Regions from separate parts of the Mus musculus genome. Here regions 1, 2, 3, 4, 5 and 6 are each linked to region 7. The links are chromatin contacts, called in public ChIA-PET and HiChIP or PLAC-seq maps. All regions are on one chromosome and are shown on one strand. Each heading gives the region's core, a stretch centred on a gene start, on an enhancer-like site or on the middle of the called end of the contact. The rest is flanking DNA. Distances are from core to core; before and after follow the strand shown. Region 1 holds the start of Slc9a3r1 (solute carrier family 9 (sodium/hydrogen exchanger), member 3 regulator 1). Region 2 holds the start of Itgb4 (integrin beta 4). Region 3 holds the start of Myo15b (myosin XVB). Region 4 holds the start of Sap30bp (SAP30 binding protein). Region 5 holds the start of Tsen54 (tRNA splicing endonuclease subunit 54). Region 6 holds the start of Galk1 (galactokinase 1). Region 7 holds the start of Jpt1 (Jupiter microtubule associated homolog 1).

The links. ChIA-PET counts read pairs in DNA pulled down with a chosen protein or histone mark. HiChIP or PLAC-seq counts read pairs in DNA pulled down with a chosen protein or histone mark.
Region 1: a contact with region 7 is called in an RNA polymerase II ChIA-PET map of memory CD8 T cells, with 559 read pairs. The contact joins the promoter of Slc9a3r1 here to the promoter of Jpt1 in region 7. A contact is called at or near these places in 5 of 39 promoter capture datasets (the 3T3-L1 cell line, 3T3-L1-derived adipocytes, embryonic stem cells and 2 more), 1 of 15 datasets of contacts at CTCF or cohesin (CD8 T cells), 3 of 484 Hi-C or Micro-C datasets (B cells, the N1E-115 cell line and embryonic stem cells), 5 of 115 datasets of contacts at active chromatin or transcription factors (the SCID.adh cell line, acute myeloid leukemia, embryonic stem cells and 2 more) and 3 of 9 other capture datasets (adipose tissue, liver and pancreatic islet).
Region 2: a contact with region 7 is called in an HNF4G HiChIP or PLAC-seq map of pancreatic cancer cells. The contact joins the promoter of Itgb4 here to the promoter of Jpt1 in region 7. A contact is called at or near these places in 2 of 39 promoter capture datasets (the C10 cell line and liver), 2 of 115 datasets of contacts at active chromatin or transcription factors (bone marrow-derived macrophages and pancreatic cancer cells) and 1 of 9 other capture datasets (embryonic stem cells).
Region 3: an RNA polymerase II ChIA-PET map of memory CD8 T cells shows a contact between it and region 7, with 246 read pairs. The contact joins the promoter of Myo15b here to the promoter of Jpt1 in region 7. A contact is called at or near these places in 2 of 39 promoter capture datasets (liver and pre-B cells), 7 of 115 datasets of contacts at active chromatin or transcription factors (bone marrow-derived macrophages, embryonic limb bud, embryonic stem cells and 4 more) and 1 of 9 other capture datasets (adipose tissue).
Region 4: a contact with region 7 is called in an RNA polymerase II ChIA-PET map of memory CD8 T cells, with 77 read pairs. The contact joins the promoter of Sap30bp here to the promoter of Jpt1 in region 7. A contact is called at or near these places in 1 of 484 Hi-C or Micro-C datasets (B cells) and 2 of 115 datasets of contacts at active chromatin or transcription factors (bone marrow-derived macrophages and memory CD8 T cells).
Region 5: a contact with region 7 is called in an RNA polymerase II ChIA-PET map of memory CD8 T cells, with 1,458 read pairs. The contact joins the promoter of Tsen54 here to the promoter of Jpt1 in region 7. A contact is called at or near these places in 3 of 39 promoter capture datasets (liver, neural stem cells and pre-B cells), 1 of 15 datasets of contacts at CTCF or cohesin (the NIH/3T3 cell line), 6 of 484 Hi-C or Micro-C datasets (B cells, cardiomyocytes, embryonic stem cells and 1 more), 15 of 115 datasets of contacts at active chromatin or transcription factors (the 230-238 cell line, the SCID.adh cell line, T-cell acute lymphoblastic leukemia and 11 more) and 5 of 9 other capture datasets (adipose tissue, embryonic stem cells, liver and 2 more).
Region 6: a contact with region 7 is called in an RNA polymerase II ChIA-PET map of memory CD8 T cells, with 46 read pairs. The contact joins the promoter of Galk1 here to the promoter of Jpt1 in region 7. A contact is called at or near these places in 1 of 39 promoter capture datasets (liver), 1 of 484 Hi-C or Micro-C datasets (B cells), 6 of 115 datasets of contacts at active chromatin or transcription factors (bone marrow-derived macrophages, embryonic stem cells, extraembryonic endoderm stem cells and 3 more) and 2 of 9 other capture datasets (embryonic stem cells and pancreatic islet).

What each region holds. Positions count from the first base shown.
Region 1 is chr11:115,160,845-115,164,908 of GRCm38.p6, forward strand. It overlaps Slc9a3r1 (solute carrier family 9 (sodium/hydrogen exchanger), member 3 regulator 1), which reads left to right and starts at 2,497. Exons shown (of 6, transcript NM_012030.2): 1 at 2,497-3,107. The coding sequence starts at 2,682. Rab37 (RAB37, member RAS oncogene family) reads left to right here. Exons shown (of 9, transcript NM_021411.4): 9 at 1-1,396.
Region 2 is chr11:115,973,409-115,977,471 of GRCm38.p6, forward strand. It overlaps Itgb4 (integrin beta 4), which reads left to right and starts at 1,317. Exons shown (of 40, transcript NM_001005608.2): 1 at 1,317-1,746.
Region 3 is chr11:115,855,694-115,859,504 of GRCm38.p6, forward strand. It overlaps Myo15b (myosin XVB), which reads left to right and starts at 2,232. Exons shown (of 64, transcript NM_001384233.1): 1 at 2,232-3,811. The coding sequence starts at 2,713. It overlaps Llgl2 (LLGL2 scribble cell polarity complex component), which reads left to right. Exons shown (of 26, transcript NM_145438.2): 26 at 1-87.
Region 4 is chr11:115,931,641-115,935,854 of GRCm38.p6, forward strand. Sap30bp (SAP30 binding protein) reads left to right here and starts at 2,019. Exons shown (of 11, transcript NM_020483.3): 1 at 2,019-2,141; 2 at 3,726-3,835. The coding sequence starts at 2,036. It overlaps Recql5 (RecQ protein-like 5), which reads right to left and starts at 1,852. Exons shown (of 19, transcript NM_130454.2): 1 at 1,149-1,852. The coding sequence starts at 1,278.
Region 5 is chr11:115,813,135-115,816,975 of GRCm38.p6, forward strand. Tsen54 (tRNA splicing endonuclease subunit 54) reads left to right here and starts at 1,605. Exons shown (of 11, transcript NM_029557.1): 1 at 1,605-1,685; 2 at 1,781-1,945; 3 at 2,041-2,104; 4 at 2,193-2,276; 5 at 2,564-2,662. The coding sequence starts at 1,630. Caskin2 (CASK-interacting protein 2) reads right to left here and starts at 458. Exons shown (of 20, transcript NM_080643.2): 1 at 380-458.
Region 6 is chr11:116,010,845-116,014,940 of GRCm38.p6, forward strand. Galk1 (galactokinase 1) reads right to left here and starts at 1,875. Exons shown (of 8, transcript NM_016905.2): 1 at 1,670-1,875; 2 at 183-372. The coding sequence starts at 1,834.
Region 7 is chr11:115,512,791-115,516,470 of GRCm38.p6, forward strand. It overlaps Jpt1 (Jupiter microtubule associated homolog 1), which reads right to left and starts at 1,603. Exons shown (of 5, transcript NM_008258.2): 1 at 1,430-1,603. The coding sequence starts at 1,485.

The DNA of each region.
Region 1 (4,064 bases), core at 1,247-3,746, 350 kb before region 7:
GGGAGTAGCCATTACCCTAGGTTCTTTAGCTTCCCTGCATCATGGGAAGGATTAAATACTCATACTTTATCTTAATATACATAAACTAATAACACAAAAGGTACCCGTATGCCCCCCAAAACCAAAATAGGTCGGGACTCGGTGGTCCTTTGCTTTCTGGGACTAAGTTCTAAAAGGCTGGGCCTCTCTCCTAGCAAGAGTGTTACTGCACCAGCATAGCACCAGGGGGCGCCAAAGCACTGCTAGGGTGTGGGAGCTGGTTGTGACCCCATCACCAATCCTCACTAAGGGGGTGAAGGAGACCCCAGACTTCTCCTCTCCCAGCTCCCAGAAAGATAATAAGGGCCCTCATGCAGGGAGCTAGCCCAAAGCCTTGGGCAAGATAAACATGGAGATTGTCCTAAGAGGAATAGCAATTACTAGGTACTGAGTCTGCTTGGCTACCTCTGGCTTTCCCAACCCTCCTTCTGGAAGCGTGCACGGGCTTTTTCTTCAGCACACACGAGCAGTGGGGCACCTGAAAACACTCCTTCCTGATCTCTGGACCTCACATCCCAGGGGATGCCCCGCTCTCCCATGGAACCTCTCTTGTCAACTTTCCACCTGGGTTCCTAGACAACCAGAGGTCAGAGTCTGGAAAAAACTTCCCCTCCCTCCCAATCCCGAGACAAGGTGTACAGCACCACGGATATTTAAGGCAGAGGTCAGAGCCAGATAAAGAACTTGTTGGCTCCTGGAATGGGTGGGAGGCAGAACTGAACAAAGCCATAGGCCAGTTTTTCCCACTAAGCCCCAGCTTGCTCGCTCTCTCTCTCTCTCCCTCTCTCTCTTTAACTTCAGACCAATACTAGGGCAAAATGGTTTTATCTTTTCCTCTTCCGCTAAATCGGGTTGAGAGGGTGGGAAGTTGTCGATTTGGGGGCGGGCTGATGCTATGTGCACAAAACAAGGAAGTATGAGCAAGTCTGGGGTACGGAGAGGGGCAACAAGCCCTGTAGGCCCAAGGCCATGTGTCTCCCAAAGCTCTGATCTGACCCTTAGAAGGAAGGACACTCGGAGGTGTGCAGATCCATGACCAAAGGAAGCTTTACTACATCTATATAGGTTGGGCAGCGAGTGAGGCTCCAAGAAAGTATGCATTACACATATCTGAGGTTACTATATTTGCTTTCAAGGCAGAAATCTTGCTCCCAGAGCAAAGTCAGCACTCTAAACTTGGGTTGATAAGGAAACTCTCTGTGACCTCTCATAGGAAGATCAGGGAGGAGCCTGGGCTCCGGGTTCTCTTCTGGGGCTCTGAGCTGATTGCTGGAGCTCTAGTCACATACATAGCTCTGGGCCTCTGGCATTTCTGTTTTTCCAGAATTAAATTGCAGTATTTTGGAAAATATACTCTGACCGGTTTTTCCCCCTCTGTTTATTCCCAGAAGGAGGATCGTGTTAGAGAGTTTGTTACGTGGCACGTTGTGGGAAACTGTTACCCAATGTCCGAATCATTCCATCTTCACCCATTGGCGTCCTCATAGGTTCAACTTACCCTTAACTGACTACCCTCCCCCACCCCCAGCCTCTGTGGCCACATCTGCGCTGGCAAGAGGGAGCTGGAATGCTTATCTCACAATCCAAGTCATTTTTCTGTTGAACAAAGCCAGTCTTCCATTCCCTCTGAAGTGAATCCTGAGATTGACTACCTAGCTGTCTCACCCGCCCTCTCTCCGTGGCTAAAGGCTACTGCCAAAACTAAGCCCTTTATTTATTATTCATTTATCTGTTCTCAGACAGCCTGTCTTCCAGGTGGGCTGCAAGGAGCCTCAGTCTCTACCAAGCCCTACAAGTTTCTAGAAGGGATCAGAGCCCAAACCTCTGTCTATATGCATGTCCAGGGATAGAGGGGCGGCTCCACAAGAAGAAACTTTGTTATTTAAACAACTCTACTCCGGAGTTATTCTGTTACAGTTACCCTGTTACAGTGTTACTGTGTTACAGAAGACATCCGTCCGGTTCTTAAGTTGGCTCTGGGGAGGGGGAGGAGTGAGTGTGGGGGAGCATGGGGTGGTTTCCCCAGCAACTGTCGCTCCCCTCTCTCGGGCCAAGCTATGCAACAGGCTTTGGCTCAAGGCGGTTAAAGCGTTGAGAATCCTTTACCCAGAGACTAGCTCTTCTAAATCCCCCTCCACAACGTGGAAACCAGAGCGGAGCCCGTGGGGCCTCTGGGCTCAGTACCTGGAACCCCGCCCCAGCCCCGGCCTCGGCCCCGCCCGATCAGCCCAACTCCGCACTTGGTAACAAACACTTCCACTTCCTGGGCTCTCTTTTCTTCTCCCGCTGCGGGGTGCCGCGCCGAGTGCAGGCCACGCCCCACTCTCCTGATTGGTTAGATTTGTTCACCCTGGCGCAAGAGCCCGGTTCGTGATTTCTGATTGGTCTACTGTGATCCACACCCACCGCGCGGCCCCGCCCTCGGGTTTAGGAGCTGGGGCGGGTTCTGGAACGCTCAGACGCCGCGCAGGGCGGGGATTGGCCGGCTCCCTTCCTGTGCGTTCGCAACCGCGGTTCCCGGGACACCTGTTCCCTGTGCCCCGTGCGGTGCTCAGCTCCCAACTCGAGCTCTGCGGCTCGGGGAGAAAGGTCGTGAGTCCCCGGCCTCCGACGGCACCCGCGCTGAGCCTTCGCAGAACAAGATGAGCGCGGACGCAGCGGCCGGGGAGCCTCTGCCCCGGCTCTGCTGCCTGGAGAAGGGTCCAAATGGCTACGGCTTCCACCTGCACGGGGAGAAGGGCAAGGTGGGCCAGTTTATCCGTCTGGTAGAACCTGGCTCGCCGGCCGAGAAGTCGGGGTTGTTGGCTGGAGACCGATTGGTGGAGGTGAACGGTGAGAATGTGGAGAAGGAGACGCATCAGCAGGTGGTGAGCCGCATCCGCGCAGCGCTGAACGCCGTGCGCCTGCTGGTGGTCGACCCGGAGACCGACGAGCGTCTCAAGAAGCTGGGCGTCTCGATCCGGGAAGAGCTGCTGCGCCCCCAGGAGAAGTCCGAACAAGCCGAGCCTCCAGCGGCCGCCGACACTCATGAGGCTGGGGACCAGAATGAGGCCGAAAAGAGCCACTTGGTAAGTGCGGGTTGGGCTTGGTGTAGGACTAGGATTCTAGAGAGACTCGGGCACCCCGGACTTCCAAGCACTTTCTGAAACTCGAGCAGCGAGGAGGAAACGGCTTCTGCCCTCTGTCCCGGAGCCTTCGCAGTTTCTAAGGCGAGCTTCGGAGTGCGACCAGCGACCCCACCGCCCTGTCCGGGCTGGCTGGGGAGCGGAGCTCCTTTGCCGCCTGCATCTCCTGACTGCTTGAACTTTGCGAAGACGGCGCAAAGAAACCCAGTCCCCTTCTCTGCTCCCATTCCTTGGATTCCGCCCCACAACCCGGACTCATTCCTGGGTTATCCTTGCCTACAGCTAAGCTAAGAGCTCTCCCCACCACCCCCCGCATCTCCCTCCCTCCCTCCCTCTTTCTACTCTCTTCTCTTCAGTCCCTGTGGATGGTAGCTCAAAGTGGCTTAAAGGCTGAATAACTAAGGGTCCCTGGGAGGACCCCTTCAGCCCTACCCACATCCTGGGTCCTCTAGTTTGTGCATCATTAACTCACACCGGTTGGACTTCATCCTTCTCAAGACTAAAGTGACTTCTAAGAAAGAGAGGAAGTCTCAACGTCTCGGAGCTAGGGGTGGGGGTGGGGTGCCGGGAGGAGGTGCAGAAGCGTCTTGGGGGTGGTGGCTCTGCCACCCCGGAGGATTTATGGTCCTCTGGAATGTGAGGAGTAAGCGCTCGCTAGCTGGTATCTGGGAGCCTGGTGGGAGGACCTTAGAAGAGGAGGAAAAGGAGAAAGATGGGTGGGGGAGGGAGCAGGAACAGGCCAGGCAGCGTCCTGCAGAGCCGACCCTCGCAGGTGGTCCCGCCCTGGTGTCTCCTCTTCTCTGTCCAGCGATTGTAAGCCGGCTGGTTGGGTTTTGCCAGTGGTTGGTATTTCCCCCAAACAACCCCAGTTTGGATCAGCTGCTGGAGGGGCAGTTGGCA
Region 2 (4,063 bases), core at 67-2,566, 460 kb after region 7:
CTCTCCATGTAGACCAGGCTGACCTTGAACTCACAGAGATCCACCTGCCTCTGCCTCCTGAGTGCTTGGATGAAAGGCCTGCTACACAACAGCAGTGCCCCAACAGACTCGTTTTACTCATTTGTTTATGTGAGAGGGTGGGATGGATGTACACACCACAGAGACCTTGTGACAATGAGTCCCACCAGGAATCAAACTCAAGTCATGAAGTTTGTCAGCAGGCACCTTGACCCATTAAGACATCTTACCCAATCACACTTTTTTTTTTTTTTTTTTTTAACTCCTCTATGTACCAGGCACCAGGGCTGGGGCTGGGCTGGTGAAAAAAAAACCAAAAAACAAAAAAAAAACCAAAAAAACAAAAACCTCCCTTCTCTCTAGCCCAGACCTGGGCATAGGCCTCTCCACCTCTCCTAACTTGGATTACCCCAGGTTGGGGCAGAAAACATGGGTTCTCCGAGTCCACAGTCCAGTGGGATGATCATTTCAAACCAGTATAGCAAATGCCATAAAGAAGCCATACTCTGGTCTGGAGGTCTAGTTTAGTGGTAGAGTACATGGCTGATACGCATGAAGACCTATGTTCCATACCAAGCACCGAATCAAAAGGAAGATAATAAAAGGACAGGTGTGGTGATGGATGCCTGTAATCCCAGCACTTGCAAGGCAGGGGCAGAAGAATTACCCCAAGTTCAAGACTAGCCTGGACTACACAGTGGGAAAAGGCCATATTCTCCGACCAGACTTAGAAACCAACAGAGGATGTGGCAAAGCCGAAGAAAACTAAAGATCTTGTAACATTAGTTCAGGGTCTTCAAATATAAGGATAAATCTGGCTGAGTTTCAGACTGCATACTCTGGCTCTGACACTTGGCGAGCTTGAAGCCCCCACGGGTTGAGGAGGTCCAGTGCCAGCGGTGAGCATTAGCTAACCTGGTGAGACTAGAGTTGGGTTCTTGCAGCGCCTCAACGGACTCATTATTAAACAGAAACGGGGCCTGAAGGCACTCGAGAGCCTGCCGCAAGAGTAAGATTTGTGAATCAGCTTGTCACCAACACTGTAACAATCCATGAGTGCTACTCCACACTAGGTCACGTGGCCTCTTGATGGCTACAATTACATTTTAAGGAGATTTGAGTATCCGAAGAAACCTAGAGGCCCCAGTCCTTGCCTATCGGTTCCTCTAGTAGAGGCAGAGAGAACCCAGTGGCCAGCAGTCCAAGAGTGCTAAGTCTCCCTACCAGTTTGGGGCACGACCTATCCTCGCGCTGACACGGAGAGGGTGGTGCACGACCCGATGACCGTCGAGGCAGCGGGACTGACCCAGCTGGGCTCACTGTATTAAGAAGCGGACCCGCGACCCGGAGCGGCCCGGGGACCCGATCTGGGAGCCTGGACGGGTGGGGAAGACGGAGCCCCGGTCTGTGCTGCAGGGAAGAGTGGCTCCTCCTCCAGCCCCCTCCGCGGCGGCTCGGGGCTCGGGGCCGGCGCCGGTTGAGCCGCAGCCCTTTCCGGGGGGCGGGCCTGGCGGCTGCGGCGACACCCCAGCTCCTGCCCCGACAGGTGCGCGCAGCGCGCAGGAATGCAGTCCGCCTGACTCACCAGCGCCTCCTTCCTACCTGCGCCGCCCGTCCATAAAGCGCTGCTGGCTCCCGCCCGCCGCCGCCCGCCCTGCTGTCCCGCCGGGCTCGCCCGCGCGCTCAGCTCGACCCAACGCAGCCCAAGTCCGAGGTAGTCTCACTAAGGTAGGTGCAGGTCCCGCTGCAGATCCGAGGGCACACCGCCCGCCCCGGTGCCCCGGGACAACAGGGCTGGAGAGGAAAGTGAATACCCACTCCCGCCCGGGGCTTTTGTTTCCCTTCCCTTCCCTGAAGATTGGCAGGCCCTGGCTCCCTCTGCCCATGCTGCCAGGACAGGTGCCAACCCTGCCAGGATGTGGGAAGGGGACAGCTGGGAGCGGGGTAGTTGGGATCTAGGGAAAGAATGGTGAACATCAGATACCCCTGCTAGAAAAGGACACTGGGTAGGTGGGTAATAGGAGTGGGTAGAGGCTGGGGGCTCACCAGCCCTCTGAGTGCTACCTCCCCTGAATCTGAAGACAGTAGAGGAACAACTTAACTACCTTGCAGCAAGCCCCCTTCTTGTCCGGCTTGACAGGACCTGCTGTGTGGTGACCCGGGTGCATGTCAGGCGTGGGGAGTCCCTGATTTTCCTCTTGGCTGGCCCGCAGCCTGCTCTCTTCCCAAAGCCCGCTCCAGGCACCTTTGTTTGGGGGACCTTTCAGAATCTCATCCAGCAGTCCCGCGAGCACTTGGCCCCGCCATACACTCTTTCCCACGATCCTTGGAGGAGCCTTCTGGCTGTCACTGTGGCCCGGGACTCCAGGTGGCTCCCAAGGGTAGGGGCAGACCTCTTCCTTCTTCCTGACAGACTTGCCACACCCTGAGCATAGGTTCAACCCAGATGGCACGTTTGTTTCTACCCTCACTAAAAGTGAAAATCGAGTCTCCTGGGGGCTGAGAGAATGGACAGCAGAAAATGAGCGTTTGACTCCTTAACTCTGACTTCCAATAGCTGACAGGGTAGGCAAGGGGCTGTTACAGCTTCAAGAACTGCTGTCCTGTCTGGCCCAGCCTGCCATGGCTACACACTCTGTGATGGCATCCTCAGTCCTAGTCTTTATGTGGAATCTTGTTTCTATACTAGGCGACTACTTTTAGAACTTTTAAAATACAATTTGGGTCGAAGCAAACACTCGAGTGTCTGCCTAGGCCTTTACATTATATAGTTCCTGTGTGTGTGTGTGTGTGTGTGTGTGTGTAGGTTCAGTGTGGAATCTACACTGCCCCCAAATCCCCGCCAGACCCTCCCAGTGCTGACTGCTGGAATGGGAGGCTCCACAGCCTCAGTGCCTCATCTGTCCTAAGGCACACACAGGCAAGCCTCTCCCACTGGGGTCCTGTGCAGATAGATGCCTTGTTAACCCTTTGCTGACATGCTGGGTGTGTGTTGCCGTCCTGTCTGTTTGGGACAGCCCTGTATTCTGGGTCTGTGTAAGAGCTGGGTTTGTCCCTCTGGTGCCTATACCTGCCTAGGTAATTGAGCCCTGAGGAGGCCAAATCTGCAGCTTGCATTATGTAGCGTGTGGGTGTGGTGCCTACGCCCAAGGCTGTAAGAAACTCATTTCTCCTAGGAGTCACGCCTCTGCTGATTCAGGGCTCCCCTCTAGCCACTACCCTGTTAGGGTGACTTCTCCATGCTGGCTCTGACTGTGGACATGCTGGGACTGATGTCTGCCTCCTTAGGGACCCTTGGATGCAGGGGACTGTACCTGCCTACTTTTTTCTTTTTTTCTGAACAGAGGGCCTCAGCCTTACAGACCCTGCAATTGTTCCCTGCCCTACAATGTGGGGGTGCTAAGAAAGGATCCAAGGTGGAGGGACAGTGGATGTGACCTTGTCTGTGCCCCTGGAAGTTCTGGCCCTAAACAGAAAAGGTGTAGCCCTGACCTTTGCCCTCCTCTGTGCAGACCTTGGTAGCTCTGGAGCCAGGCTCTTCCCTGACAAGGCTTTGAGCTGCCCATCTTTTCAGAGACCTTGAAGGCTTCTGGTGCCCTGAGATGGTTTTTCCAATACTCTAATGGCCACCATTGTGTGACAGAGGGCAACAGGGGCTCCTAAACTAACCCCAGGTCCTGCTTGGGTGTCCTGAAACTCTGGGGTAGTTGGGTAGAAAGCAGGGTGTTTAGGAGCCACACTGGTGAGCCAGCGGTGTAGAACACAGACAGCAGCCACGCTCAAGCCAGCGCCTCTCTTCTTGGTCCCACCACCTGCACAAAGAACACTACAATTGGTACAGAACAGGCAGCAGGGGTCAGAGCCCTGTAGAGGAAGCCTACCTACTGAGAGACCATAGCTCCACCCACTGGGAACTGCCAGGCAGAGACATAATAAAAGCCCACCCTGCCTTTGCTGAAACCAGCTCCAAGAGATCTGGTACTGGATCAACCTCAGAGCCCAGAGTCCACAAAGGCCAGAGAGCTCTTCCTCAGACAGGACAAAG
Region 3 (3,811 bases), core at 982-3,481, 340 kb after region 7:
TAGTGGGCTGGGTTTTAAATTATAAATTTTAACCACCTCAAGTAAAACTGAGTTTTTAATAAACACCTTGTTTCGTCTTCACTTTAACAACCTGAGGACCCGTGCTTCTCTGTGCTTCTGGTCCATCTCCAGCCGAGAGAGAGAGAGAGAGAGAGAGAGAGAGAGAGGGAGAGAGAGAGAGAGAGAGAGGTTCAGAGAACTCCCTCTTAGAGTATTTGAATCACCAAGCGTTGCTAACTTTCCAGGAGTAGGGGTGACTATGCAGCGTCTGTCTGTCTGTCCCTCCTCCTAAGGTCCCAGGAACAAACTGAGACCTTATCTGCCAGAGTTCACCCTGGGGGAACGAGTGGGTTTATTGGATTTCCTAGTAGAACACAAGTGAGGGGTAACCTCCCCTCAACAGGCCACCCCTGAAAAGCCTTTATGAGAACTCCTCTGTAGTAATACAGAGGCACATGACCTGGTGGGTGCAAGCAATTAGGGCATAGTTGGTAGCAGGAACACCTGGCTACTTGGTTGAGGAACACCCCCCTCCCCCAGTTTAGCTCTGGCTGTCCTAGGACTCGCTCTGCAGACCAGCCTGCTGGGAACTCAGAGATCCACCTGCCTCTACCTCTGAGTGCTGGGGTAAAAGGCCTGTGCCAGTACCACAGCCCACAAACTTCAGTGAAAGAGAGAGAGAGAGAGAGAGAGAGAGAGAGAGAGAGAGAGAGAGAGAGAGAGAGAGAAACACCATCAGAAGGAGCTTGATAGCACAGGCTCACTTGGGAGGCAGTTCAGGCTAGCCTGGTCTACATTGCGAGTTCCAGGACAGCCAGTACTATGTAGAGAGACCCTGTCTCAAAAAATAAAAATTAAAATAAAGGTAAATAAATATCCACCAAAGGGCCTACAAGTTAGCTCAGTGGCACTTGCCACCAAGCCTGACCACTTGGGTTCAGTCTCCAGGCCACACAGGTTGGAAGGAAAGAACTGACTCCTGTAAGCTGGCTGCTGTCTGATCACACTCAAGGACTGTGGTATGAGAGTACACAGTGTGCAGGTGCATGCAGGCGTGCGAGCAGGTGCGCACACACACACAAAGAAATACAACTAAAAATCCACCAAGATCCCAGCACTTAGGAGGCAGAGGCAGGCAGCCAGCTGGTCTAGACTGGTCTACACAGTGAGTTCCAAGACAACCAGAACTGTACAGTGAAACCCTGTCTTGAAAACAAAACAAACAAAAATCTATCAATAGCAACTAGTTAGACTACAGTGCATGAATTCGTCATGATGCTGAACAACTGAAAAGACAGAGGAGAGAAACTAAGTGTTTTACAAAACCCCGGGGCCAGGCAGGGTGGGGAGGCCTTTCATCCCAGCACTTTGGAGGCAGAGGCAGGCAGATCTCTTAGTTCAAGGGTAGCTTGGTCTACAGAGAGAGTTTCAGGACAGCCAAGGCTACAAAACCCTGTACCGAAATTAATTAAAAGGGCTGGAGAGATGGCTCAGTGGTTAAGAGCACTGACTGCTCTTCCAGAGGTCCTGAGTTCAATTCCCAGCAACCACATGGTGGCTCACAACCATCTCTAATGGGATCTGATGCCCTCTTCTGGTCTGCCCAAAGACAGCAACAGTGTACTCACATACATGAAATAAATAAATACCTTGTAGGCAAGCCTTTTGAATGAAAGAGCATTGCACAGTATTCTCGATGGGTGGCAGTATTGTAGCCAATGAGGTTTATCGAAGACGTGATTATTGCTAATTGAAAAAGCAGTGGGGGGAGAGGGGCTGGAGAGATGGCTCAGCAGTTAAGAGCACTGGCTGCTCTTTCAGAGGTCCTGAGTTCAATTCCCAGCAACCACATGGTGGCTCACAACCATCTGAAGGGAATCCAATGCCCTCTTCTGTTGTGTCTGAAGACAGCTACAGTGTACTCATATAAATAAATATATCTTTAAAGATAAAAGAAAAAGCAGTGGGGAGGGCTAGGCATGTAACTCGGTTAGCAGAGGACTTGGCTGGAATCCACAGGGCCCTCCTCAGCCTTGTAGGGAAAAGATCCAGGAAGATCTCCTGACAACTAACGGTACTACTCCTTTGGGGCTGGAGAGCCAGCAGAGCAATGCTGGAGGACACTGGCTGCTCTTCTATAGGTCTGGGATTTGATTCCTGTCCCCCATGAGTCTAGTTTCAGTCCAAAAGTGTGCACAGTTCAAGGTATATACTCGTATCATATCCACTTTTTAGTAAGTTATATTTCACAACGGAAAAGAAGAGAACGCCCAAGTGTCCCCTGCCCAGTCCCATAGCCACAATCCCTTGTCTCCTGGAGAAGCCCCCATGTAAAACAACTTCATTCCGCCCCTCTTGGCAGGCCGGTAGTGAGGCTGAAGTAGAGCCTGGCTCCTCAGTCTGGCCTAGTGCCAGGCTGACCTGCCTGGCAAGGAGTCATGGCGTCGTCGCCCTGTCCATGGCCTTTGTCCACAGCGGCAGCGTCTCCTCTTTCCTCCGCTTCCACTCCATTGTTGACCAACCGGGTCAGGACCCGCTGCCTCCTGCATTATTGATGATGCTGCCCAGGAGGGGAGACTCCAGGAGGGGGACAGATTGAGCCCATAACCCTGCAGGAGCAGAAAGCATCTATAGCAACCGAGGCCTCAGGGCACCCATGGGCAGTCAGATCAGATCAGAAGGCAAAAGGATCAGGACATCGGGAAGTCAGTCATGGGCAGAAGTAAGGGCAAAGCGCCCCACCGCCGGCCTCGACCTGGAAGACCAGCCTCAGCCGAGCTGGAGTCTGGGTCCGCCAGCGCCGACTGCGCCCCAAGCCCGGACCGCAGGCCTGCCCGCAGCAAAGCCCGCAAGAACAAGCCCGCTACGGAGCACGAGGCCACTGGAGGCAAGGGGACCGCTGGAGGCCAGAGGAAGCACACCGGAGAGGGGAACCACCGCTGCAGAACATCACAGGAGACCCAGGAGAGGCAGAGCAGCTCGCAGCGTCTGAGACACGGACCCACGGAGAGCCGTGACTCCGGGGACAGTTGTGGGGAGCACACGGAGGAACAGGGAATCCCCAGGGAAGAAGTGAGGACAGGCAAACGCGGCCGCCGCAGGAGAGGAAAGGATCGGGGACCTTTGACTCGGCGAGGTCACGGAGAGACTCCTGGCAGGGATGGGGACACGTCGGGCGGGGATGGTGGCAGCTCGTGTCTGGACAGTGAAGCCCGCGAGGCCCAGGACAGCAGCAGCCAGGGCGGTGGAGCCCCGGAGCGGCCACCCAAAATGGAACCTTCGGATCCCAGGTCAGAAGGCGCTCCAATCAGAGGACCCAGCTCAACTCAGGTACAGGGCAAATGCCCTGGCAGCAACCATCCAGGCAGCGAAGGACACGCCTTGGAGCTCCAGAGCAAGGAAGGGTCGTCGGGGACGGGGCCTCAAAGAGCGAGTGACGATTCCCGGACAGATACAGACTCGAGCCCCGGGTGGGCTGGGCACAGACATCTCCCACAGAAGATCCCAGGAACCTCAAGTGGCATCCCTGAGTCCCAGGAGATAGAGCTGGGGAGGGAAGCTGCAGCCTCCAGCGTCCCCAGAGGCTCTCAGAGTCCCCAGGACTCTAGCGCGATTGTAGACACCAGTGATGTCGGGGCACAGCCAAAGGCTGAGCTGCTGGGCACCGAGCCTGAGACAGCGGGGGCTCCCGGGGCTCAGCTCCTCCAGGTCGGAGAGGTGACGAGAAAGGCGCTTGTGGTTGCGGGAGAGAGCGACGCGGGAGCCAGAGAGCGATCGCGTGCAGGGGACCCAGGGCCCCGGGACCGGACGC
Region 4 (4,214 bases), core at 769-3,268, 420 kb after region 7:
CTGATTTGGGTTAGAGACTGTGGCCCTGCCAACAGCTTTACTAAATTTGGCTAATTACAATCTAAATTGAGTCTGGGAGTCTTTCACCGTTGGTCCTTACCAATACTTAAATAAAGGTAGTAAAAGCAAAACAAACAAAAAGTTCTAAACAGAGCATTCATTGGGTGTTGTGGCACACGCCTTTAATGCCATCACTCAGGAGGCAGAGGCAGAAGAATCTCTGAGTTCCAGGCCAGCCTGGTTTATAAAGTGAATTCCGGCACAGCCAAGGCTACAGAGAGAAACTGCATTTCAAAAAAACCAAAAAGTAAGAAAGTATTGGGGGGGGGGGTATAGGTAGAGGAAGACAGATCTCTGGAAATTTGAGGCCAGCCTGGTCTACATAGCTAGTTCTGAGCTATCTAAGAAGCCAAAGCTGCATGGTGAGAACCTGTTTTTAAAAAAACAAATCAAAACAAGGCTTGAGTAGTCTTGAGCCACTAGGATATGACTATTTGGATTAGACACATCCAGGGAAGCAGAGTACTGGTTACACCGGGGTAGATATGCAAGGCTAATCATTCAGTCCTCTGTTAATAAGTCTGTTGGTGGCACTGCTGCTCCCATCTGGACAAGCTATCTCCAGCTTACAGTGTTATTAGTCTCTCCTTTTCTACCTGGAACTCAAGCTACTCGCTCTTCAAGGAAATGATTACCTAGGTCACTGACAAGATTAAGCACTACTGCCACTTTTGCTACTACTTGCACAGGGACAAGAATGGGAATCTAGGAACAGAAGTCAAAGACAGACTGTCAGTCTGGCTATGAAAAAACCAGAAGTGTGAGTGGTTCTGTCCAAAATTTGTAGGTTATGATAGCCCACACCTGTAATACCAGTACTTAATAATCCAGAGGCAGAAGGACCGGCTCAAATTTGAGGCCAACTTGATGTATATAGAGAATTCCAGGCCGGCCAGGGCTACATAGACCATCAATAAACAAATAGATTCCCAGCAAATACCCACTAGCTTTGGTCACGAAAGAATTCCAAACCAGTGGTTTTCAAAGATTTCCAAAGGGTGAGGAGGTAGGAAGTTAAGAGGGTGTTGTGCCACAGAGCTACTACGGTACCGCCAGCAGTCTGCAAAACAGGTAGCTTGGTATGTTACCTTTCACTACAGCCATGGTCGCACTCTCTTGTAAAGGTGTTTTAAAAGAATCAAACCCAAAGACTTTCTTCAGGGTGCTCCGGACTCGCCGCTCCCGGTCGAAGGGAGTGGAGAAAGGACGGGCGCTCATCTTTGCAAAAAGCAGCAGCCAAAAGGTTAACGCAAAGGTGGGCAAAGGCAATCCCGAAAAAACCCTCTGCTCCACGTTAAAATATAGCCTATGTTTCTCCTGCCGAGTAAGCTGCTATGTTACACTTAAATATCTCATTCCCCAGCAGTAAAAGTGAAGGCTGAATTGCTTCACGCAATACATTCCTGAGGGATTAACATTACTTCTCCCTTTAATAAAAATAAAAACAATGAACTTTCCAGGTCAGGTGGACAGAGCTACAAATCGGACCACAACAAAGCCCACAAACGTCTTCAAAGTCGACCAGAGAACTTGGAATCCTTTTTCTAGGGTCCTTGTTCTAGAAGCGAAGCCATAGATACCATTCATCAAGGACGCCGACCCCCCGTTCCTCCTCTGAGCCCCCAAGTCAACAGCTCTCGCCCTTTGCCAGACAAATGCTCTCCAAGATGTCAGACCCCAGGCTCTTTTCGGTTGGCTCTGCAGCTTTCCAAAGAACACTACTCCCTAACTCGAACTCAGAAGCCAAACCGCCCGAGAAGTCAGCGAAGTAGAAGCCGCAAGACCTTACTTCCGTCCCGTGCTGATGACGTTTCCAAGAGCTGAGCATGGGGGCGGAGCCATGCCCAGACACAGCCCTTTTGATTGGTTGTCATTCGGGCGCGGAGTCTCCTGGGATCCGGAAGAAGTTGGTTTTCTCGCCCCTAAATTGGCTTATGAGTCATAGGCCTGAGCCACACCGCGCTGTGGGAGTAAGATGGCGGGGAAGAAAAATGTTTTGTCGTCTCTTGCAATTTATGCGGAATATTCAGACCCTGAATCTGATGGCGAAACTGGAGTCGACGCTGTAGGCGGAGCGACTGGTGAGACTTGAGCTGGAAAGGGGAGGGTCTGTTATGGTTACCAAATGCTACCTCTCTAGCGGGGCATGGGGAGAAGATGCTCTTTGTGCTCCAGGTATCGGGTCTTGGAACCCCAAAGCGCAGTGGATGTCCTAGGTCAGACAGAGCATTAGAACCTCTACTACAGTACGAGTGATCTCTCTTTCTGCGATCCTCTACGCAAGGCGTCATGCTGGCCAGAGGGTGGACCAAGGGGGGTACGCATCTGTCGAGACATCACTGTCTCGTTGTTTGATGGGGAAGAGAGGAGTGAAATGTACCTGGAGGATAGTAAAACTTGTGTTTCGTTAAGTTGGTAACTTTTAAGGAATCGTTTCTAAGTCTGCCCTAGAGTTTTTAAAAATGCATCTCTCCTAAGTGCATAATTCTGGGCTTTTTCATAGAATATGCTAGACAAGCCTTTTAAGGCGGTAGGGTGATTCTGTTGTTTGGTGAGTTTTAAAAGCCTATCGGTTGCCCTCAGACTGCGAAGCATAGAGGGAACAGATTTCTTGAAGGAAGCAAATTACCTGATATACCAGAGCTTTGGGTCTTCTTATCTGCAAAGTAGGGGCAAAACAATGAGGAAGACAGTCTTGTGCATAGAAGGCGTTTTTGAGGTTGCACATGAAACAAGATAGAGATGTGTGTGGTATGTCAAAACAGGAGTTTAAACGACCTGTTGGGCTGGTTCAAAGAGGAGAAGACTTTAACTGCCCTAATAGGCCAACAGCATGTAATAGTTCCCCAACCTTTGGAACTGCTGGGAACCAAACCCAGGGCCTTACACTCTTAGGAAAGCATCCCACTACTTTGTTACTTCCCCAGCCTGTCCTGAAAATATTAGAACATGAATTTAATGCTTGATTTTCTTTTCATATACATCTGTACATATGGAGTGGGCCTTGCATGTGAGTTCTGCCCATGGTGGACAGAGAGAGGCATCAGCTCTTCTGAAACTGGCATTTGTGAGCTGCCTGATGTGGGTACTGGAAACTGAACTGTCAAACTTACAGAGATCTGCCTGGCCCTGTCTCCAGAGAGCTTGAATTAAAAGCATGGGACACCAAACCCTGTACATTATGCACTCGTATAAGAGTCATCTTCCAATACCCCTGTTTTTGTTTGTTTTGAGACAGGATCTCCCTCTAGTCCTGACTGTCCTGGAACTCAGGCTGATCTAGAACTCAGAGATCCTCCTGCCTCTGCCTCCCAAGTGCTCGGTTCAAAGGTGTGCACCGCCATTCCTGGCACAACCCCTGGTCTTTTCTTTTTCTTTCTTTCCTTTTTTTTTCTTCCTCCCCCCCAACCTCCAGGCTGAGGACAGAACCCAGAGCTCTACCACTGAGCTAAATTCCCAACCCCAACCCCTGGTATTAAATTGTTCTTCCTAAGTACAAATTCAATCTGGGCCTATAGCCACTTACTTGAGACTTAGGTTCCCTTTTTATCTTCAGAAATAATCTTGGCCATTCAATTTTCAGAAACATTTTTACATTTCTCCCCTCTCCCCCTCTCTCTCCTTCTCCCTCTCTCTCCCCCTCTCCCCTCTCTCTCCTCTTTCAGAGGAGAAAGGTGGTTTGGTATCTGACGCCTATGGAGAAGATGACTTCTCTCGCCCAGGGGGTGATGAGGATGGTTATGAAGAAGAGGAGGACGAGAACAGTAAGCAGTCGGTGGGTAAATCTTCCAGACCCAGAGCTCTTGAAACACTCTTCCATTCCATGGTCAACTCTGTCCCTTTTCCCTTTTGGTTTGGAATCAGTTGGTACCCGTTGAGGATGTAGCTCATGGGAGAGGGCTTTGCCTAAGCATGTCAAGGACTTGATCCCCAGCACCACAGAAAGAAGAAAAAAGTTGAATTGGTTGGGTGGTATTAGCTCTTTTTGAAAGTTAAGTCGTTTTTTTTTTTTTTTTTTTCACCTGGACCACATTGTATTAGCTTTTGAATTGAGCTTTTGGAAGGAGGTCTTTTGTTTTGCATTTTTGAGATGGGGTCTTATGAAGCCCAAACTGATGGCAAACCTTTTACCCCTGAGCTCCAGATCCTCTAGG
Region 5 (3,841 bases), core at 355-2,854, 300 kb after region 7:
AGGTGGGGAACCACTCATTCCTCAGAAGTTCCAAGCCCAAGCCGGAGGGCACTCCCCCTCAAAGCCCGCGACCCGCACTGGGAGAGAGTGCTCCTGGCAGTGCCTGGGGTCGGCTGGCTCCCCCTCCCCTTGGAATGCCCCTCTAGCGCGGCGCAGCTCCCCGCAGCCAAGCCCAGATAAGGCCGACCCCGGGAACAAAGCGGCAAGAGGGACCCGGAGAGTCAAGCGTCCGAGGAATAGATAGAGGAGAACGAAAAGGGGGGCTCGAGGAAGGCGGAAGGAGCAGAGAGATGGAGGAGCCCGCCGATCAGACAAGAAAAGTTAGTTTGCGTCTGCTCTCAAGGGTCCTGACCCCTGGCCCGGGACCCGGCAGTCTCACCTCTCCCGGCCGCCCCGCCGGGGGTCCGGCTGGCTGTGCTCAGTCTCAGGCACTCTGGACTCTGGTTCTCACTGTCCCCCGCAACCCCTTTCTCCTCCTTTCCAAGGCCGGCTCGGCGCCTCCCGCAGGAAATCCCGCCCCTCCCCCCTCCCTCCCGCCGGATCGGGAGCCGGGGACCGTCCTGGCCGCACAGTTGGATTGTCAATCAACACCCTGGTCCCCGCCCCATCTTCACTAGGCCCCGCCCCCGCCAGCCAGTCCAGAGCCGAGCCACTGGTTGGATCAGCGCATGCGCGCAGGTGAAGCTGCTTAGGGGTGCAAAGTGGCGGGTGAGAGGCGGGGTGGATGAGGTTTCGTGCTGCTGTGTCCTGTCCGGGGATCCCGAGAGAACTGGGTTCTGGTCTAGATCAAAAGGTGAAGTGTGAATGTATAGGAGAGAAAATAGGATGTTTTGGCAGTTGAACCTGAGGACCCCCCCCCCCCACTAGGGGTGGGGATCACTTCCTCTTTGCCCCATCCTTTCCCGGGTTGCCCGCAGCGACCTTCGTCCACACTCAGAGACCTATAGCTGCTGGCTGGAGCAACGGTGCCACCTAGTGGTGAGCGTCAGTGCGACTCAGGATGTCACGGCGGGGACCCCAGCCTCGAGGAGGTGCTTTCGGAGTCTGGGGTGGCGATTCAGCACCAGTGTGAGCCGGACAGCGCCTCCACCCCTGGCCTTTGAACCCTGCTTCAGAGCCCCTAAGAAGAGATTTTTTTTTTTTGGCCCACCGTGAAGGAACTCCATAAGTCTTTGGTCCACTCCTAACATTCCCATATGGCCTCCAGTTTGCAAAGCTGGTGTCTGGGGGCTCACTGCTCTCCTCTCTCTACGCATCTCTTTCCTGCTGGTGGTAGGACACAAAGACATTCAGGGCTGCAGAGATGAGAGTAACATATTTGATTATCCATGCTACATCCAGTAGCCAGGTAAAGTTATACTAAAGAAGGGAGGAGCCCCCAGAAGCGCTGGAAACGGAATAGGTGAGTTTTTGCACATCTGGAAACCTGCACATCGAGCTGGGTCCCGCGGCCCGGGGTACACGTGTGCCGACAGGTGTTAGGACACACACGGGGCAGGTAGGAAGGCGCGAGGCTCGAGGGTGGCTTTATGATCCCGAGGAGCGAGCGGGTCGAAGGCGCTAGGACCGCGCGGAATGCCGGGGTGGGCGGGGCTTCGCGGTGCGCGCGCAGCCGCAGACAGCGGCCCGATGGAGCCCGAACCCGAACCCGGGTCGGTGGAGGTTCCCGCGGGGCGTGTGCTCAGGTGCTACCCGGCCCGGGGGATGGCGTGGGGTGCGTGGGACCCGGGAGCGAGCGGGGTGGCCTCTGTGCTGATCACGTGTTCCCGGCTCTCCCCAGCGCCTCGGAGCTCCGCGCCGCGCGCTCGCGGTCCCAGAAGCTACCACAGCGGTCGCATGGCCCCAAGGACTTCCTCCCGGACGGCTCGGAGGCCCAGGCGGAGCGGCTGCGCCTGTGTCGCCAAGAGCTGTGGCAGCTGCTGGCGGAGGAGCGCGTGGAGCGCCTGTGAGAGGGGCTGGGCCGGGCCGGGTCAGGCCGGGTGGGCGGAGGCCGGGGACTGCCCGTGCAGACCGAGACGCCCCTTCCCCACTCCTCGCCAGGGGCAGCTTGGTGGCCGCGGAGTGGAAACCAGAAGAGGGCTTTGTGGAGTTGACGTCTCCTGCGGTGAGCGGCCCGGGCATCTCCGCGGCTGGGGGACCCCCTTCCTCTGTCCGCTTAGCTGCTTTGTGACACTTGGTCTGCTGCCGCACAGGGGAAATTCTGGCAGACCATGGGCTACTCAGAGGAAGGACGGCAGCGACTTCACCCCGAAGAGGCTTTGTATCTGCTGGAGTGTGTAAGTGGGGTCCTGGAGGCGTGGGGAAAGGGGTCCCGACTAATGGAATGGGAAGGATACGGTTTGGTGGACCAGGAGGAATTCAGAATTATGTTTTCAGTGAAGTTATGTGTGGACTTTGAGAACAGAAGAGGATACCACTGGACAGCGGGAGTTCTAATCCTCTCATTGTTTGTCCTGGTCATGCAGTGATGCTTGAGTGTGTGGGGAAAGGGTCAGAGCCAAGAAGGTGACTGGCTTGGGCACTGCAGGAAGGGTACACAGCTAAGCTCTTGGTCCACTTCCAGGGTTCGATTCAGCTCTTCTACCAAGACCTCCCACTGTCTATCCAAGAGGCATACCAGCTGCTGCTGACAGAGGACACCTTGAGTTTCCTGCAGTACCAGGTATCTGCCTCCCAAGGTGACTCTTATTTGCCAAGTCAGTGAGTCCTGACAGGTGCCTTTGAGGCTTCGAACACAGAGCCACAAGCCAGGGCTGTAGGTGAGACAGCCTGTGATCACACGGGCTTATATTCAAATGGAGACTGTCAGGTTTGGGGGATTTGTATTGTTGATAAGTTATTAAACAACACGTGTGCCCAGAAGAGGAGATAGACTTGAAAGAGTGAAATCTCCTTTGAGGATGGTATTTGCTTATTTATTTTTAGTGCTTCTGGGAAGTGAAGCCAGCAGCCCATGCCTGCTAGCAAACACTCCAGCACTGAGCTGTATAGCCCCTACCCTCTTGTTTATGTTTTGAGATAGGGACTTTCAAAATTGCACAGGCTGGCCATGAACTCACTCTGTACCCCAGGCTGGTCATGAGTTTATGCTCAAACTCTCTAGTAGCTGGGATGACAACCTTGAACCAGCAGGCCTGGTGAGGATGATACTTAAAATGGAATGTGGTCCATGCAGTCCCAAGATTTGGAACCTAGGGCCATATAGGAGGGAGGTTTTGAGTGGTAGAGGAAATGGCTTTGTGTCACTGGTCTTTGCTACTTTGTGGGTTCTTCTTTTTCCCACCCTTTGTGCCCCCGGTTTCATCTCTTATCACTCGATAGGAGAAAAAGGAGGAGAGAGGGGAGAGAGACTCTGAGTGTAATTTCTCTCTCGTTTCTTCTTTGAGCGTTACCGACAAACTGCAGTCAACTCCGCCGAACAATCAACAACCACCAACCCCACCTTTTGGGGCCTTAGCATTTACGTACCCTCTGAAAAGTTCCCAGAGTCCCAAATATTACACAATTGCAAAAATCGATCTGCAGCTAGCAAAAACCACAGCTCTGTTCGAACAGAAAGCAAATCACGGCTGCTGTGGATGGGCCGAAGCACCCTGTGTCCCCACACCTGGGATTAAAACAAAAACATGTCTTAATATTTCTGTGTTTCTTAACGAGGCCAAGACCCCAGAATCGTCACTAAAACTTGTGTTTAGAGAAACTAGTAACTTATTTGAACAGATGGACATCTCTGCAGGCATGTTGACGTGTGTTATAATTGTAGTCCTTAAAGGTAGAGGGAGAAATACTACTTTTGAGTAGCTTGAGGCCAATCTGATGTGCATATCTCCAGGACGACTAG
Region 6 (4,096 bases), core at 625-3,124, 500 kb after region 7:
CAGAGGCCAGCAAGCTAACAATTGAATTCGGGCTCCTCTAATCATACAAAGGAAACCTAGGGCAAGTTCCAAGCCTCCAGAACCTCAATGGCTTTATCAGTACAATGGGATGCTCCACCCTGGAGGAATGCCGAGATGGGGTGAGATGATCCTCCCAGAAGCAGCCTGAGTGAGTCCTATACCTGGGTAATGTTGAATCACTCCCTTGACATAATTGGCCCACTGTGGGATTCCAGGCTCCAAGGACCACTGGGCTGAGGGCAGTGGGAACTGCAGTCTTTGGGGCTCGTCTGCATCTTTGGAAGTGGTGAGAAGAGAAACAAGCCCATCTGTCCGGGGGCTGCCAACCATCACGGTCACGAGCTCCAGTGCCTGGAAGGAGTAGGCATGTGTAGTCTATACCACCTGACAGAAGAAGTCCACCCAGGATCACATCATAGCCACAGAATCTATTTTTGGCTTTTTGTTTTGTTTTGTTTTTAAAGTTTTTGAAAACAGGGTCTCACTGTGCAATCCTGTCTGGAACTTTCTATGTAGATCAGGCTATCCTCTAACTAAGAGGCCCACCTGCCTCTACTTCAGAATGCTGGGATTAATAAAAGTATATGTGGGTGGAATATCCCATTGCAAATAGAAAACTCATGTCACTTGAAGTTCTAGAACAGCCCCAGGGTGACTGAAGCAACCAGGATCCAAACCCCAAGGTTCTGTCGTCTGGGACACACAGGGCCGTGAAGGGAATAGGCTTAGCTTGAAGGAGATGGGAGAAAGCGCTTCAATTAAGCGTTAGCCTTGGGGGCTCAGAGCACAGCCTTGTGGGTCTTCAGGGGCGGGGCCAGTGGTGATAGGAATGTGAACCTGGACTCTGCCCTAGCTAGCGTCCAACTGTGGGCCAAAGGGGACAGATAGTGATCTTATGCAAAAACAGGCCCAGAGGGGCTCCAGACTTCCTCCCACCTGGACCCAGCTCTGCACGCGGTAATCCCTTGTTCAGGAACTACTTATGCGCTGAGAGACCCAGGCTGAGAGTCCAAGAACCGAATGTGTAACTTTGAGGGAGTCATTAGTGCTCTGTGGATCTACTGTTTTCTCTGTAAATTCAAGGGGATGGGCCGGGGGGGGGGGGGGGGGAAGCTACATTTACACAGGTCTACCTTTGCATAGGTCTAGGTCGGTGCTGTGGGCCCAATCAAAGTCAGAGGGCTAAATAACCTCCTTTTTTTTCTTTTTCCTTGTTTTAAGAATCTTACAGCCCAAGCTGTCCTGGAACTCACTTTGTAGTTCAGGCTGATCTTGAACTCGTGGCAATTCTCATGCCTGAGCTTCCCCAGTACTGGACTATTAGGAATGCGCCACCATGCCTAATACTCTCTTATATTGCTTCCTTGGTCCTCACATTTTTAAGAGGTTCATACTTCCAAGTTGTGGGCGATGCCCCCAGAAGGCGGGCTCGAGAAGACAAACCGCACAGCCCCCCTCCCCCCAGCTCTGGCTTCCTGTCTTCGCACGTGGACAACTGCACGTCCCGGGGTCTCTCACGTCTGCTAGACCGCTTCACTCCGCCTTCCACCCGGAGGGTACCCGCCCTCCCGTGCCCCCTATGCCAGCCCTTCCCTACCGCAGGCCGGGCCAGCACACACAAGGAAGGGTCCCCAATGCGGCCCCTCACCATGGGCAGCACCAGGCCCTGGTTGTAGTCCGTGTGCTCCCCGATGAGGTTGACGCGGCCCGGCGCCGACACTGCCAGCTCCGGCTCGGCTCCAAACTCCTCCATGAAGGCCCGGCGGGCCTCGGCCAGCAGCTCCTCGACCCGGGGCGGTCTCCAAGCAGCCATGACGCTCGTCTGCAGCTGGGCGCACCGCCCCGCGGGATGCTGGGGGCGGAGCCACGTGGCGCGGACTTACATTCCTGTCCTTCGCGGGACCCCGCCCCCGCTACGACGGCCCCGCCCATCCCACCTGCAGAGCGGGGTCCAAACTTAGCTCTCCAGCGCAAGCCAACGCGGCAGCTGACAGCTGGAGGAAGAGACTCGGTTGCAACTTGTATCTTCGGTGATGTCCTAGCAGGAGTTTGGGGCTCCCACTTGAGTAGCAGTTAACACAAATGGAGATCTGAACTTCCCATCCATCCCTGAACCTGGAGCCTCTTAATGCGCTCCCATCCCCATCATCATCATCCCTCACACAGCCAGGGCAACACCAACACGAGCTGGCAACAGGAACAGCTGAGTGTCCCAGAGGATCTAGCGAAGTTATGCTAAGTCGTCAGCCCCTGGTCGGTCATGTCTCTAACAGGATGATGTGGTACACAGTCTAGGGATAAACAAGGAGAGCCAAGGTTCGAAGCCTTTTACAGGCTCCTTCTCTGGCTCCTGGCGATGGAGGACTGAAGTTCATCTCATCCAGTGGCCGGCAGGAAGCAAGCTCAGGCACTCCTCGATGACGCAAAGGCTACTGCAAAGATGGCTAATGTTGTTGGCCCCTAGCAGTTGCTTCCTCCACAAGAGCCTTGGTCTCAGAGACATGACCATCTAAAGCCTTCATGCTGGCCCAAATCTTTGCCTGGATTCCTAGCTATTCCTGGTCACCTTGTGTGAAACCTTCTAACAGAAGGACTAAAATGTAAGACAGTAAGAGTGGAGAACGGTAGGGGGTGTAGCTCAGTGGTAGAGAGCACATGCATTCAAAAGAAACACACAAATAAATGTACTATCTTATTCAAAAATTAAATAATTTCCAAGCCAGGCATAGTAGTCCATCTCAGCACATGGGAGACTCAGGCCGGAGGAGCGGCAGTCTGAAACCAGTCTGGGCTAAGATTCTGTCTAGAAAACAAATAAACAGGTTTTGTTAACAAAAGACATGTAAATCAAGAAAGCAGTATGTGGGGCTGGAGAGATGGCTCAGTGGTTAAGAGCACTGACTGCTTTTCCAAAGGTCCTGAGTTCAAATCCCAGCAACCACATGGTGGCTCACAACCATCCGTAATTAGATCTGACTTCCTCTTCTGAAGTGTCTGAAGACAGCTACAGTGTACTTACATATAATAAATAAATCTTTAAAAAAAACAAAACAACAAAAAAAGAAGGTGTGATCTTCTAAAAAAAAAAAAAAAGAAAGAAAATAAGAAAAGAAAGCAGTATGTGAGCCAGGCACGGTGGCACACAGCTTTTTAATCCCAGCACTTGGGAGGAAGAGGCAGGAAGATGTCTGAGTTCAGAGGCCAGCCTGGTCTACAGAGTGAGTTCCAGGACAGCCGAGGGAGAAGAAGAAGAAGAAGGAGAAGAAGAAGGCGGCATTCAAAACAATCAACAAGAAGGAAGAGAGGAAGAAAAAAAGAAAGAAAGAAAGAAAGAAAGAAAGAAAGAAAGAAAGAAAGAAAGAAGCAAGCTCTAATAGCACAGGTCAGTACTCAGGAAGCAGAAGCAGGCAGATGCAGGCAGAAGTAGGGTTGTGGCAAATTCAAGACCAAGGTACCTTACATAGGGCTACACAGTGAGACCCTGTCTCAAGTGGGATAAGGAAGGATGGGGAGGGGGAACGGGACTGGGACAGAGACAGGACTGAAGGGACAGGATGGCTGGAGGACTTTGATAAATCCCCGTATTCCCAGCATCTAAGAGGCAAACACTAAGGAATCCTAGCCAGGTATGGCGGCATATACATTTAATCCCAGAACTCAAGAGTTGGAGACAGGCAGAAGATCTGGAGTTCAAGGTCACCCTCAGCTACATAGTGAATTCCAGGCTAGCTCCTACTAGGTAAGACCCTGGGTCAGGAAAACGGACAATCCAAACAATAACAAATCCTGTTGACTAATTTCTTTTGACAGCCTGTTTTTGAATACACTTCAATACAGCAATTTTTTTCTTTTTTGCATAACTCAAAACAAAAGGCAAGTCTTGTGACCTTTGGGGCTGTCTGAAACGAAAGTCAGAAGCCACGACCAGCTCCAAGGCACCGTGCTGTTGTGTCAGAGTTGGACGCAGCGGCCCCGTCTCTGCTCACATTCTCTACCCAGCTCAGTTCGAAATCTAACAGCCCACAATTCTGTTGAGTGGACCTTGGGTCACAGACTCAACCTGGCTGAACTTCAG
Region 7 (3,680 bases), core at 353-2,852:
GAAGGATGACAACAAGAGGGAGTGACCCAGTCTCCTAGGTCTAATCTCCAGTTCTGCCCCGCCCTGTAAGCGCTGACCCCTTCAGTTCCCTTCCATCACACCAATTCTTTTACTACTTCCTGAAACTGAAAGCAGTCTGTAGCTGCCCCAGCTTCCTCATAAGACTACTCAAGGAGGCTGCTTTTTGTCAGCAAGTTGTCAAGCCCCTGTGAGAGACACTGCTGTTCCACGCTGCCTTCTTAGCCCCACAAAATGGCTCCCTTTTGTGCCACTTGGTCGGGACCCCAAGGCTTGGTCACACTCAACTGTGGGTCATCATCAATGGAAAATACATGGCCAGAGAACATGGAACCAAGCCTTTGGGAAGATCAAAGAGATGCCTGAAAGCCAACTTAAGGGACTGTGTGCCACTAGCTGAGACGATGTAGATGGACTCCCTCCGCTGAACAAAATATCTTCACCAAGTTAAGTGAGGGGTAGGAAACGGGTCCCAGTCCAGTCACAGAGCTCCTCCCAAAATGCAGTGTACTGGGGACAAGCAAGATCCCAGCTTCCAGGAAGGGATACTACATACTACTGGAGAGACAATGGATGGCTCCCTAGCCCCGCCCAAGCACAGACAACCTCCTCCTCCAAGAGAAGCCTGCTCTGGGGTGAACTCATTCGGCCAAAGTCAATGGGAGAAGTAAAGAAGGCGACATGGAAGGGCAGAGGTCCGAGGACCTGAGCGCAGAAAACCCATTTGAGCAGGCTCACGGCCCCGCGCATTCGGAGGTGGGCGTGGGGAGGGGGAGGAGACCCGATCTCTCCTTTGTTAGGCGCAGGGAGGCACTTTGATAAGAGAGCTCCTGTCCAGGGCTGGAAGTGGAGGGAGGGGATGACCAGCCCCGCCCTACCAGAGGTGCACCTGCTGCGCAGACACGGACACCCCGGCGGGCCACCACGAGGAAAAGAGCCTGCAGACCAGCCGGATCAGTGCTCAGATTTGCTCGCAGCGCCCAAGGCCGGGGCCAGCACACGCCCGAGCCAGAAGCGGGAGCGCATGGCCCTCATGTGGGACAATGGGCCCAGGGCCCTGCAGGCTCCTTGGGCTCCTGGGAGACCAAGCCCACCATCCTGGACCCGACCAGTGTCGCCGCGGGTGGCTGAAAGAAGATCCTCCCGCACACTCTCACCGACTCCAACCTGCCGTACGGCAAAGGGCCGCCACCCACAGTCCCCCTCAGCTGTCGTTACCGGGGAGAAATGAATAGAAGGGACGACTGGGGCGGGGCCACAAGCCGAGGCAGTCCTGCCGCACAAAGCGGCGCCCACTCCTTACTCTGCCACCCTCCCCCGGGCGCGAGCGCGGTGCTCCCGGCCCGTTACCACCAACGCCCCGCGGTCCCCACAAGCCCTGGAGGGCTCGAGCCCTACCCTGTCGCCTTACCGGGAGCTGTTCCTGCTGTTAGGGTCCACACCCTTAAAGGTAGTGGTAGTGGTCATGGCGCCAAGGGGCGAGGTAGGCTGGCCCTGAAAACGCCAAGGGGGACTGGGACCAACAGGCGCAGACGACTCCAAAAGCTAAACCACCAGGGCTCCACGAGCTTCTACCGCCGCGGGGCTCGCCGGACTCCCATTTTATAGAGCCAATAGGGCCCACCCTCCACATGCCGCCATTGGGCAATTTAAAAAGATCTCTTCATTTCTATTGGTTAGCTACAGTGCTAATCATAGATCGGCGTCAGGACGGGCTGCGCGGGAGACGGCTCGGCCTAAGCCCCGCCCCCTTCCTGTACAGAGAAAGGCCGCTGTGGTCTCCCCTCCTCCACGCCCTCGACAATCTGGTGGTGCTCAAGTGTTCACGGTCACTTTAAAAAGTTACTTGAGGGGCTGTCGAGGTGGCTCATAAGGAAAAGCCCTTGCCACCCAGCATGACAACCCGTGTTCAATCTCCAGGACCCACAACGTGTAAGAGACCCAACTCTCTTTTTTTTTTTGTAGAACATGATTTTAATATTTTCAACTGTTAATACTCAACAAGCAGAATAATTATTTTAAGATATACTTCGTTATTATGTCTTCATTTCTGATTTTATTAATTTGGATACTGTCTCTGTCCCTTATAGTTAGTCTGGCCAGGGGTTTATCTATCTTGTTGATTTTCTCAAAGAACCAGTTCCTGGTTTTGTTGATTCTTTGTATAGTTCTTTTTGTTTCTACTTGGTTGATTTCAGCTCTGAGTTTGATTATTTCGGATACCCAACTCTTGAACCTCTGACCTCCACGCACCCACGCACTGAGACACACACACACACACACATACACACTACCTAGCTACCTAAATAGAAAGCTACCTCAGCAGGATGTGTCGGCACTTCCCTGCAATGCCTTAACTTGGGAGACTGAGGCAGGAGGATCACTTTGAGTTTCAAGCCAGTCTGGTCTAAACAGTGAGACCCTGTCAAAAAGAAATGAGGGGGAGGCAGAGAAGGAAAGCAGGAAAGAGAGAAGGGATGTCGTGTTAAGGCCATATGCTAGTACTGCAGAGGACCTAGGTTCAGTTGCCAGCACTCACAGGGCAGCTCCAAACTGTAGCTCCAGTTCCCTGACCTGGGCAGTTACATGCAGGCACACACATGTACACAACGTAAATCTTTTGCCAGGCGATGTAGCACATGCCTTTAATCCTTTAGTCCCAGCACCAACTCAGGAGTCAGAGGCAGGTGGATCTCCGAGTTCTAGGCTAGCCAGAGTTACACAGAGAAACCGTGTTGGAGAGGGAATTTTTTTTTTTTAAGGTCCGAGGTGGGGGTGCTGCACACCCCTAATCCCAGCACCCTGGAGGCAGAAGCAAGATTTCTTAGCCTCAAAAAGGGCGGGGGGCACACAGTGGTCTACACCTTTGAACCCAGCACTAAGGAGGCAGAAGAGTCTAGGACAGCCAAAGATGTTACACAGAGAACTCCCCCCCCACCCCACCCCCACCCCCCCACCCACCCACCCCACCCACCCTCACCCCTACCCCCCCGTCTAGGAAAAAAAAAAAAAACAGAAACAAATGAAAAGAATTCCTGGATTAGCCTGCGCTAACTGGATTAGCCTGTGCTACACCATCACCCCACATCCCGCTGCCGATGCTTTAGTACCGTCCCAATGTTTGGTTACACCAGCACTCCTCCCTACTCCTGGCAATATAGGGCAGTGCCACTATGCAGGGTAGATGGCTAACAAAAACCGTAAATCCGCTCTTTAACCTGACCAACGTGTAGGAAATAACAATGTTTTCTCCACGCCCCAAATAAGCCTTCAGCTTTCCATGCTTCTGGGTGGAGATGAATGAGACCTTTCACCACTAGGACAATCTTTCTTTCCTTCTTTCTTTTCTTTCTTTCTTTTTTCTTTTTTTTCTTTTTTTGGTTTCTCTGTGTAGCCCTGGCTGTCCTGGAACTCACTCTGTAGACCAGGCTGGCTTTGAACTCAAAAATCCACCTGCCTCTGCCTCCAGAGTGCTGGGATTAAAGGCGTGCGCCACCACTGTCCAGTTTAGGACAATCTTTTTTTTTTTTTTTTTTTTTTTGAGACAGGGTTTCTCTGTGTAGCCCTGGCTGTCCTGGAACTCACTCTGAAGACCAGGCTGGACTGGGAAACCTAATGAAGCAATCTTAAAGAGTCCGTAACAGAAAAAGTGCTGAAATTCC